2 separate regions of the Anser cygnoides genome follow, and region 1 is linked to region 2. The links are chromatin contacts, called in public Hi-C maps. All regions are on one chromosome and are shown on one strand. The core of a region is the stretch at or near the end of the contact, and the rest is flanking DNA. Distances in the headings are between cores, read along the strand shown. Region 1 overlaps DNAAF5 (dynein axonemal assembly factor 5). Region 2 holds the start of ADAP1 (ArfGAP with dual PH domains 1).

Region 1 (5,044 bases), core at 1,519-4,018, 130 kb after region 2:
TGGTCTAATGTATAATAACACCGGGAATACTTCAGCTCAGTTCTGTTCAGCTGGTAGCAAGGGCACATAAAAATGACATTAGCAACAGAATACCTCAATAAAACGAAACATGGCAGTTGAAAAGCTAGCACAGAAAGGGCCTGCAAGAAGCAAGTGCTGTTGGAGTCACACTTAACAACACCTACTCACGTATGTTAACATCTTGATTCTTTAAAATGCATACCTGTACTTTATATACTTTATACAGTCTCACTTGACAATATCAGATCATGTCTTCATCTCTGCAGGATTAAGATGTTAAATTGCCTCTCATATACAAAACTGTTGCTGACCATATGATTTTTCCCAATCTACTTTTTCCACTTCCTTAATATCTATAAAATTACTCTAGGGAATAAGTACCCAAAGAGTTAAAACACCAGATAAAAGAACAGAGAAATAGCACTAAAATATGTTTATGGGAGTAAAATAAGTATGTCTGAGAAACCAAGTCAACATGAAATCTACACCTGTTTGTACCTCAAATACACGTTTAAAGGCTTTTTTGCTCTTTATGTAGGATTAAAGCCATTTGACATAGCAGATCTGTCATTTCCTAGTCTGTGTTAGTACTTTCATCGCTACCAGCTGCAATGAAACTGCAGGTGAGGTGGACAACCTTAAGAGTGAATCCTAAAGCTACACAGCAAATCTGCCAACTGCTCCAGAACAATGATTTTTTATCATTACAAACAAAGCTTCTATGACACTTCAGGAGAAAAAGTAAGTGTAATTCTTCAATATGAAGACATGCCTCCATCATCAAACCCCTAAATTCTTACACTTACCTGGGTAAGTCTTGGTAAGCTGGTCTTCATCAAACTGCCTCCCACAGACTTTTAAAAAAACACCAACAATACAGCAACCCATCAGTCGACTAATTTTAGAGTCTTCATCCATGGCAGCAATAATTTGGGGCATTAGCGCATCTTTGACTTTCAAGATCTAGAATTAACAAGGAAAGCATAAGAAGAACAACAGCTTTTCAGTCACTCTAAAACAATATGCTTATTGGTTACATCAGTTGTCATTTGATCTCACAGATACTGGCTTGTACAATTTAAAAAGATAAAGTTAACTATAATTATACCTGAATCTCTTGACATTACACAGCATCATTTTTGCCTCTAAGGAAGCTTGGGAAATGAAAATCCACCAATAGAACAGCCATTTCATGAATACTCGGTATACATGCATGAGTTTTACATTATCTGTAAAAGCGTTAGACTTGCTTGTCTTTTTATTAAAAAAAAAATCTTGGCAAGACTTTCAGTAATTTGGAGATGAGGATTATGTGTATGTACCAGTAGATGGTGCTCTTATTCTAAAAGGAAGCTTTCAAATAAAGATTATTTTAAAACAACATTTTTAGTGAGTTTCATTATTTGACTTTAATATGTACATTTCATATACATTAATGTAAAAGGCCATTTAGGTCCCCCACTGATTCAGAAAAACATTTAAATACAACAGTAGTCTCTGATGTTGTTTTCGTATATGTGATATCAACCAGTTACATGTGTTTAAGCATTCTGTTCAATTAAGGTCTGTTATAAAGGCAATAAAGACTATAAGCATTTAATAATATTTTAAGTCCATTTGTTTTTAAGTGTCCTTACATTGAACATTTTCCCTTACAAATGCCATTTTTGCTAGCAAACAAGCTTCTAAAACCTCCTCAGATTCAATTAATCCTTGATCACTACAGCACCTAACATTTCTTTAAGCATACTCCTTGCCAGCTCTCTATTTCAGTTTCTATAGATACCCTTCAAGTTCCATCTCAGCTCCTCCTGCCCTTTCCAGGAATCTTTTAGATTTTTTTCCTAAATGGACCTGTGGGCTCCAAGGCAACCAGACAAGTTGTCTTCACCACATTACACAAAAGCATGTACTGGCTAGCTCCAGTGCCGCTCTGCACGTACTGGCTAAGGGGCCAGTTATGTCAAGGGCCTGAGTGTTTGGTGTCTCAGAACCGGTGTTATGCTAGAACAGATCTACAAAATTTTATGACGGCAAGTTCTACAGCATACCATATAGCAGGTCTCAGGTCTTTTATCAGGATATCATCGTCTCCTCACTTCAGATCATTTCAGTTATTAGTACTCAGTTGCAATTAATTTTATTACGAAAACTATACATCCATATGAAAATCCTACTTACAATAAGGATTTATTCTTTTTTTTTCCCTTGCATTTATTTTGTTTTCCTGCCTAAGATTTCAAAGTACACTTGATGAGAAAGAGAGAATTTACCTCTTCTGGTGAAAGTGTTTCACAGTGAATTAGAGCCCAAAGGCATGATACAGCTGTAGTGCGGATGGCAGCTGCTGTTCTTCCAGCATGCCACTGCAGATTAGGAGCCAGCATGTCTTTTATCACAGTCTCAAGGTAGCTAGGGAACAGCCTGGAGCCAAAAATAAGAAAACAAAATAAAGGTTCATGAGAAAGTGGTAAAGAGACTGACAGGATGTAAAAGAGAATTTTCTGTCATAGAAACAAGCAGAAAAGGGGAAAAAAAAAAACCACACACAAAACTTATAAGCCAACATGATTATAATGTATGTGATAAGCCTTTCATAACTTAATTTTTCAAGGCAATATTTAAACAAATACCTAACATTCATGGGAAGGGGAGCCTAGACTTTCTTCCACTTCAGACGATGCCCATGACTCACTGTGTTATCTTGGTAAACTACTTACCTTCTCTCTGTCTCATTTTCTCCGTCTGTGAAGTGGAGATAACACTCCATGTGAATGCTGTGAGGATTCATTAATATTTGTAAGGCCCTTTGAGACTGTCCAATTAAAAGTATTCACAATGTGAAAAGTATGAAAGCTACTGATGAGACCACAACTACTGATATTGCAGGGAGTCTACCCAGAATACTTCAGCTTTCCCTTGGCTCAGAAACTTGTCTCCCTCAAGGATGTGAGGTCTGTAGGATTTTTAAATGGTGCCAGTCCCAATACCAGTTTGCTTTCATTACAAACGTACAAATCTGTGATATTTTTGCTGATGTCTTTTCCTGATCCTCTATTGACTGCGTTGTTACAATACTAAAAGCTGTTGCAAGAATCAAAAATTGCAAGAGGCAACATTCCCTCATACCCATTTGATTTCATCTCAAACAATTTTAAATTAAGAAAGAAAGATATAAATCTTACACACAAGTTTAAAAAGACTTTTCTGCATTAAGAAAGCCATGTCTGCCTGGCCTGTCAGTAGATAATTACGGCTCTGGTTATTCACTTTGCCTCGGTGCTTTAAAGAGCAGCTGGCAGTGTGCAAAACAGATTGACTATTAACAGGCTAAATCTACCTTGACTCACATCCCACTCTATTCAGACTTCCAGCAGACCTGGACTGCAGCCACCTGAGTGCAAAACAGCACATCACCACCCTAGTGCTTGACAGAAAGGGAAGAAGCTGTTGCTGATTTTCTAAGAGTCCTACAATGCCAGGATGAGTAAGTGGCTCCCACAGAGATGTGCCAAGCCACAGGAGGAATGTAACAGGCAGATGTTGACAACAAACAATTATTGCTAAGTACCTTTTAACTTCTTTTTTAAAAACACAAACAAAATTAACAAAAAATCATCCAGCGATGGTAAAATTTCCCACAATAATATTATATCAATGTAATCACAAATGTAATTGTATTTACTTCTTTCCTTTAACTACCCTTTCCCCACTGCAGTTACACTGTGTCACTGAAGTATGATTAGCTAGCCTGCCAGACTTTTGTTATCTACTGCACATACACAAAATTGACAACCTCTGATCTTCTACATGATGAAAATATGTGTACCTGTCTGCTGCTTAGTCACCTGGCTAAAGAAAGGAGCAGTGTCTCAGAAAGTTAGTTCTTGCTTCTTGTCCAGCAGATGGCACTTAAGATTCAGTAATAACAAGAAATCTGAAGTCCCATTAGACACATCTGAATTTGTCAAAAACCTTTAGATTTACTATTTTAAACACATTCCTGAGTGAATAATTTTCCATTCAAAAAGTTGCCAGAAAAAATGTAACTAATGATCGCCATCATTCCAAAGCAGCTCCAAAGCAGTTCTGGGCTATCTGATCAGTAGCTGCTTCTGTTCTTAATAAAGCCCTCTATTAAACTGTAAAGAAAAACAACCTGTCAAAACATAGAGGTAAATTCCATCAGTATTATTCCATCAGTATTATGTTAACCAGAATGCTATGCTATTTGTGAGAAGTCTTGTTCTACTGCTTTGAAATAGAATCAGTAAAGCAATACTTGGCAGTTATCTGACACAATAACGTCAGACTCAAATAAAATTAGATGACCACAGAACTGTGTTTAGTATAATAACTGAAACCCTTCCTATCTAAACTGTTAAAATGTTTTAAGGAGCTGAACAAATTACTACCAGCAATGAATGTGATTGTGTAGCCAAAACTTATTACTACTTCACTGCCCTATCTCTCATTACCATTAAGATGTATTTTTTGCTGTTGCTAATGCAATTAAATTCTCCCTCTTTACATTTTCAAATCTTACTGTTGTAAATCTATGTAATTTACTTTTAAATGTGAACTATTTCCATGAAAGAACATATTTGTGCTATTTATATGCAGTGAGTTGAGACTTTATTTTAAACTGGATAGGAAACAACTAAAATGTAATCTATGCATATAACAATATGTAGTTCTTATGCAGATATAGAAGGCAAGCCTTGGAATTACATTAAAATTACCAACTGCATTTTATGGACTTATATAATTAAAATGGAATGAAATTTTAAGTATTTTTTATATTTCTTTTTCTTGGTTGGCTCCTTTTCTACTTTCATGGCACTGCTGCACTTGGCTTTAGTGTTTGTGGTTTGGTGGTTTGGTTGTTGTTCTTTTCCCCAAACTTAGTATCCTAAATCTAGGTAATTTGAAACAAAATTGGATTTGCTTTTACAAACCAAAAACTCCAAAAATATTTTGTAAGCATCTATTTAAATGCAAAATCTTTATATGTTACTTCCTC
Region 2 (5,499 bases), core at 310-2,809:
ACCCCCGCGGCCTAGCGCCGGGCCTCAGCCTGGCCCCGCCGCGCCGGGCCCGCGGTGAGCGCGGCCGTGGCTGTGTTGCAGGGGAGTGCAGCGCCTCCAAGGAGCTCTTCATGGAGTGCCTCCGCCGCAGCGGCTTCCAGAGCGGTGCCTGCCGAGAGCTCTCCATGGCCTACCTGCAGTGCCGCATGGAGAGGCAAGTAACGGGGGGCTCCCGCGGGGGGGGGCGGCTGCCCCTTCCCCCCGGCCCCACCGCGGCGCCCTTTGGTTTTTAAAGGGGTGTCGCCGTTCTGGCTTTGATTTGCAGTGGGTTCTGCTCTGTGGTGAGGCTGGGCGCCCTTCGGGAAACGGACGGGGGTGTTACTAAGGGCGCTGAGATACCCGGGTATTGCATGGGCAGGTGGTGAGGCTGCAAACCCAAACGGGAAAAGCACAGCAGCAAAGTATAATAGCACCACCGATGTTGTAAACCACGTTCGCTTAGAAATGCAGTAAATGACACAAGTAGAATCTTAGTAAGCTCTTACAGAGTCTGTTAATTAAGTTAACCAAAAGGTCAGCTTCTGAGAAAACTCTTTCAATATCTAATATCAGAAGACAACAACACACTCATTTTAACAGCAATTTTCCGATTGTGTGTGTATGTGTATATATATACGTATATATGTGTATGTGTGTGAATGTTGCTTTCCCCAGACTGAGGTTTCTGAGGCTTTGCCAAGTGACAGTCACTCTACAGATGTCTTGGATTTCTTTACAGGAAATAACACGAAGTGAAATAGAAAATGCTGTTGTTCTCTTGGTTACAGACTGTGTTCTGCAAAACGTTTTTGTTCTGTTGTTTTTAACTTAGGCAACTTATGGCTAACGAACCACTGGAAAAATTGGGATTTAAAGATCTGATAGATGAGAAATCAGAAGCAAAACCTGAGAAGTCATAATGAAGAAAGACAACTTTGCTCTTCGTGTATGGAAAGCACAACTCTTACGTAGTACATATTGTACTTCTGTGCGTATTGCAATAGGAAGTGTTTCGTGACGGAACCTTTCTTCCAAAATATTCTTTCCTAAAATAACATTTTGCTCACTTCGGAAAGGACTGCCTTTGTTTACTTTCCTGAAGTATTTCTTAGCTTTTTTTCTTTTAAATTCTCTAGTCTACTCTTGAAGATCCATGAGAACTTTACCTGGGAGAAAACAACTGCTGCCTGAAGTGTTCTCCACGCCTCTGCAAAAACAGTAAACTCTTGTTTTTAAAAAACAAAAGCAAACAAACAAAACCCCCCACCTTTATTGTGTAGATCTCGAACTGTAGTCTTACATGTGGTGTTACTAGTATGCTTACAGCAGTTACTTGTCAGGTGGAAATAAAGCTGTTGTGGTACTTGCAAATTGCTTTTTATTAAATACTGGAATTAATTCCTACCTTTAGGCTGATCTCCTTCTCACCCAGCTATAGAAAATACTTGGGTTTGTTTTTTGTGGGTCTTTCTTCCAGTCTTCTTACCTTCATTGCTGTTGGCAGATTATTTGTAATTCCAGACACGAGTCTGTAGTTGGGTCGCCAGTAGTGATTTTGCTTTTTTTTGCTGTGCCAACAATGTTCACCTAACTTTACTTCATCACTTAACCAGCAGGTGTTCATTATGTGCATCTTCATTTCTTCACTCAGAGCTGCCGTATGCTTTTTCACATCCGTCGGTCATCGGAGTGCAGATGGCAATGATGCTTATTAGTCTTCGAAGTAAACGTGAGTTGTACTTATAAATGTGGCTGGACTTTTTCTTTTAAAAACATGAGTTATGTCAAAACCAAACAAAAAATCTTAAATAGATTGAAGCTATTTATCTAGGAAATAGAGTATTTCATTCCAAAACACATAGGTGCAGCCCTTACTTTGAGAATGCGATGCACCAGCCTGTACGGTAGATTTTAAATCACATCTGAGTATGGCTTTGAGATCCCTTGAAGGTGTTTGTACAACTTACCATAAATTATCAGAGCTAATACTATTTTTAATGCAAATGAGTCTTTCTTAATTGATACTGAGTTTAGGCCAAAATAACTTGGCCTGTTAGCTCCCCTGGAAATGTGTTTCAGGCAGTCAATAGATTCACAAATCTTCTGGATGTATTTTCACTGTCTTTCCAGACCACACCCTTTTTGTTTGTTTGTTTTAAACCCATCAAATCATTTCTTTCTGTATCTTGCTCTCCCAACAGCAAGGTTTAGGGGCAGGGCCTGCAGATAGGGACGCGCACACGGTTTGCCAAGGCAGTTTTACGCTCTCCTTTATTTGGTGTCCTCTGTTTGATCCATCCTGCCATTTCTATGCTCTGTTTCTACTCTTTTTGGTTCTGCTCCTCTCTCTGCATCTCTGTGTTCCTAGACATCCAGGAAAGGGTGAAGGAATATTTTCTGCTCTTCATATTGAGGGGTGGAGATGAGATTTAAATTGTTGCTTGGGTCTAATCTGGTTGAACAGACTACAGATAGTTCAGAGCAGGTCCCCATTTGAAAAGAATGTTCGGTCCCTGCTGCATATTTTTATTCTGCTTCATTCCACTGGTTAAATTGTATCTTCTGGTGATATTAGTACATTTATAGAAAGCAGAGATTTTATTGCTGAAACAGATATTAAAAGGCTTTATATTAAACCACTGAACAAGAGCTTTCTGTTGGTGATACTGAGTAAGAATTATTAAAATAATCTCCTGCATCTTCAGAAGAAAGAAATCAAATTTCACGCTTCCATGATCCTTAATTATTATGAAGTGACGTTTATACCTACAAGGGATTGAAAACCCACCAGTGGTGGTGGAGTCATTCAGGGTGTTCTCAGTGGTCGTTACATCTCTCTGTGTCGCTCTGCACGCTGATGTGACCCAACAGTTACTTCACGATTTCAGCCCAGGTTTTTCCTGGGAAAGTTGATGCTGTCGTCCAGGTTACTGCAGAGTAAGAGGGGTAATGTTTTTCAAGTCTTGTCTGACTGAATTTCGGCTGCTGAGCTGGAGTGATAGCTGCTGTTTGAATGAACTGAGATGACGTGCTGAGAGAGGAGCCTCTTTTTTTTTTTTTAATAGTGTCCAAGGCCTCAGTTTTGGACCCATTGCAGGAGGGCTGGTGGGAACAAAGGTAGTTCCCCAAAACTGCGTGCCATGCCAAACCCAACAGTGCTGGGTGCTGCTTGTAGGCCTGGAGCCTTCCCGTAGTGTCCTGGTGATGTAGCCAGCAGGACCCCACGTAGCACGGGCTGACTGCTGCTGAGCCACCAAAACGGGCAGAGTGTGCTCCATCCTTCGCAAAATAACTACAGAAGTAGTAATTGCCATCCTGACGGGGAACACCGGGGTGGGAATTTTGCACCTTTCACCACTCTGAAGAAAACATTGCCCTGTGTAGATCCACGAGTAGATTTCATCCCATCTCCCAGCACGGTGAGTCAGCTTCATGGCGCTGGCCCTTTTGCACCAGGACGAGACCAAGGGCTGTGAGCGGATAGCTGAAAACTCAGGGAGCTGACAGACACGTATTTTCTAGCTGTAGGGCATTAACTGGAGAAGATAATGTGTTCAGTGGAATTGTGTGACAAGTTCAAAGCAGGAGGGGGCTATCAGTTGGTCTTGATTGAGATCTAATGCAACTAAGAAGCGATGGAAAAACAGGTCATTAATCAGTGCACAGCCTGGGGTCAAACAATTCCAACTTGCTCTGGGGACATGTGCCTGCAACACCGGAGTCATTTGGAAGAAGTTCCCGGAATGCTCTTTAATTTATTCCTGCCAACACATGGGTCATTAATTAAAACCTTTCACTAAAACCTGTTTATTTTAGCTTTGCTTGTGGGATCCAGGTTTGTTCTTTTAAATGACAGCAGTGTTTTAAGCCAAAGGAAAGTCGTACGTTTGTAGGTAAGTTTTCCTGTTCCCGTACCAAGGAGGAAGCTCTCCAGAAGCTGACACCGGGCCGGGTAAGTTTATTCTGGAAACGGTGAGCTGAGGCTCAGGCGTGTGTGGTACAGGGTAGGCAGCGTTGTTTGGGAGCTGATTTCTTTATGTAGCTGTTTGGAGTTAACGAGCTGCTGTGCTACGTGTGGTACCAGGAGCAAGGTAAGGCCCACACAAGTGCATTCATCTTCACGAGAAGTGGGTGAACGTCCCTGCCTGCACCAGTGCTGCCTGCCAAAGGCTGCCGTGAAGCACCCCCTGCTGACAGACCCTGGGACTTGGAGAAATGCAAACAGCTGCAAAATGAGATTCTTCTCGGCTTAATGTACAAACTGCCGGTCTGGTTGTAGTTGTACAGGTGTGGAAGGGAGAGCCCAGAGCAGGAGGAGGCGTTGACTATCTTGCCGTGAAGATCTCTGTGAGCTGCTAACACAACAATAGAAATCAATAAGTGAGGGGGCTGTAATAGTCTTTCCTGTAGCTCTTTTTCAGCCAAACCACCTCACACAATAAGGAGGCACTCTGCTGCTTGGGATCGTGTCCCAGGGAATCCCCAGAGGGCTCCAGGTCAGCAGAGCTTTGCGTGTTGGCACTTAGAGCACATACTGCCTTTCTTTGTTCAGATTAGAATCAATTCAACCACAGAGTTTAACCTTGATCGCTGCAGTTATTTACAGAAAGAGAACATTGCTGCAAGCCAGCCCTCCTTACGTCTTCCTGGGAGACCTTGAGCTTTAGGTGTATCTCCAAACAATGGCAATGAATTGCAGAACAAGGAAGAAAGGGTTTAATAAACATTTCCAAGGCTCTGCGAGTTCCTTTAAAAAAAAAAAAGCCTATACAAAGAGAGCCTCCTGTGGTTGTGCTGGAAACGAGCCATGGTCCAAAGTCCTGCGTACAAGCATGATGAGGTGGTGCTGCTGTGGTAGGGAAGGGTTGTTACCGTGCTGTTGCTGCACCTGCTCCCTGGCAGCGGGATGCCAAGCGCAGCAGAAGGGCTGTACCTGTCAGCACGGAGCTGTGGGCAGGCAGTGTGTGCAGCCGGCTGACCTTCACCTTTGGTCCTCCCCAGTCCCCTTCCAAAGCATTCTCAGGTTGTGCTGCCTGCTCCAAGGCCCCAAATTCCTTGCAGCTGGGCATTACGCTTGCAGTGAGTGATTGTCCGCTTGGTTTCCTTTGGTGACCACAGATTTGCTGACCTTTGCTGGTGACTAATCGCCTTTTGCGGCAGCAATCAAATTAGCCTTTCACTTACTGCCGCTTTTGGAGGCTCCGCTTAACCACTGCTACCTGCGGGAGGTAGGTTGGAGCACCTACATTTGCACCCTGTTATCTCACTCTGCTCCAAGCAGGCCCAGAGAGCTCTGGGAGGCAGCACTAAGCTGCTGGGGCATTGCACGGAGGCAGTTAAGAATGAGGAAATTCTGTAGGCAGACTATGAAAGAAGGATTTTTTTTCCCTGTGTGAAAAGCGTCTGTGGCATCGCTTCATGCTGTGTGCTCTGAAAAGTGCCTTGGGTGTGCCAGTTCCACTGGAGAGCAGCATGCCTGTA

The links. Hi-C and Micro-C count contacts between places; a contact is called where the count stands out from the background.
Region 1: a Hi-C map of liver shows a contact between it and region 2, with 2.2 times the contacts expected there. The contact joins the enhancer-like site here to the promoter of ADAP1 in region 2. A contact is called at or near these places in 3 of 7 Hi-C or Micro-C datasets (granulosa cells and liver).

What each region holds. Positions count from the first base shown.
Region 1 is chr15:6,331,218-6,336,261 of Taihu_goose_T2T_genome, forward strand. DNAAF5 (dynein axonemal assembly factor 5) reads right to left here. Exons shown (of 13, transcript XM_066977469.1): 10 at 2,295-2,445; 11 at 828-984. Among named protein-coding and RNA genes, the nearest start is that of SUN1, 9.7 kb to the left of the region's middle. Within about 2 kb of position 2,769, at least 1 of the 3 cell types and tissues checked has open chromatin away from gene starts, as enhancers often do.
Region 2 is chr15:6,207,402-6,212,900 of Taihu_goose_T2T_genome, forward strand. ADAP1 (ArfGAP with dual PH domains 1) reads left to right here and starts at 1,560. Exons shown (of 12, transcript XM_048063642.2): 1 at 1,560-5,499. It overlaps COX19 (cytochrome c oxidase assembly factor COX19), which reads left to right. Exons shown (of 3, transcript XM_066977484.1): 2 at 82-193; 3 at 851-1,389. The coding sequence ends at 938.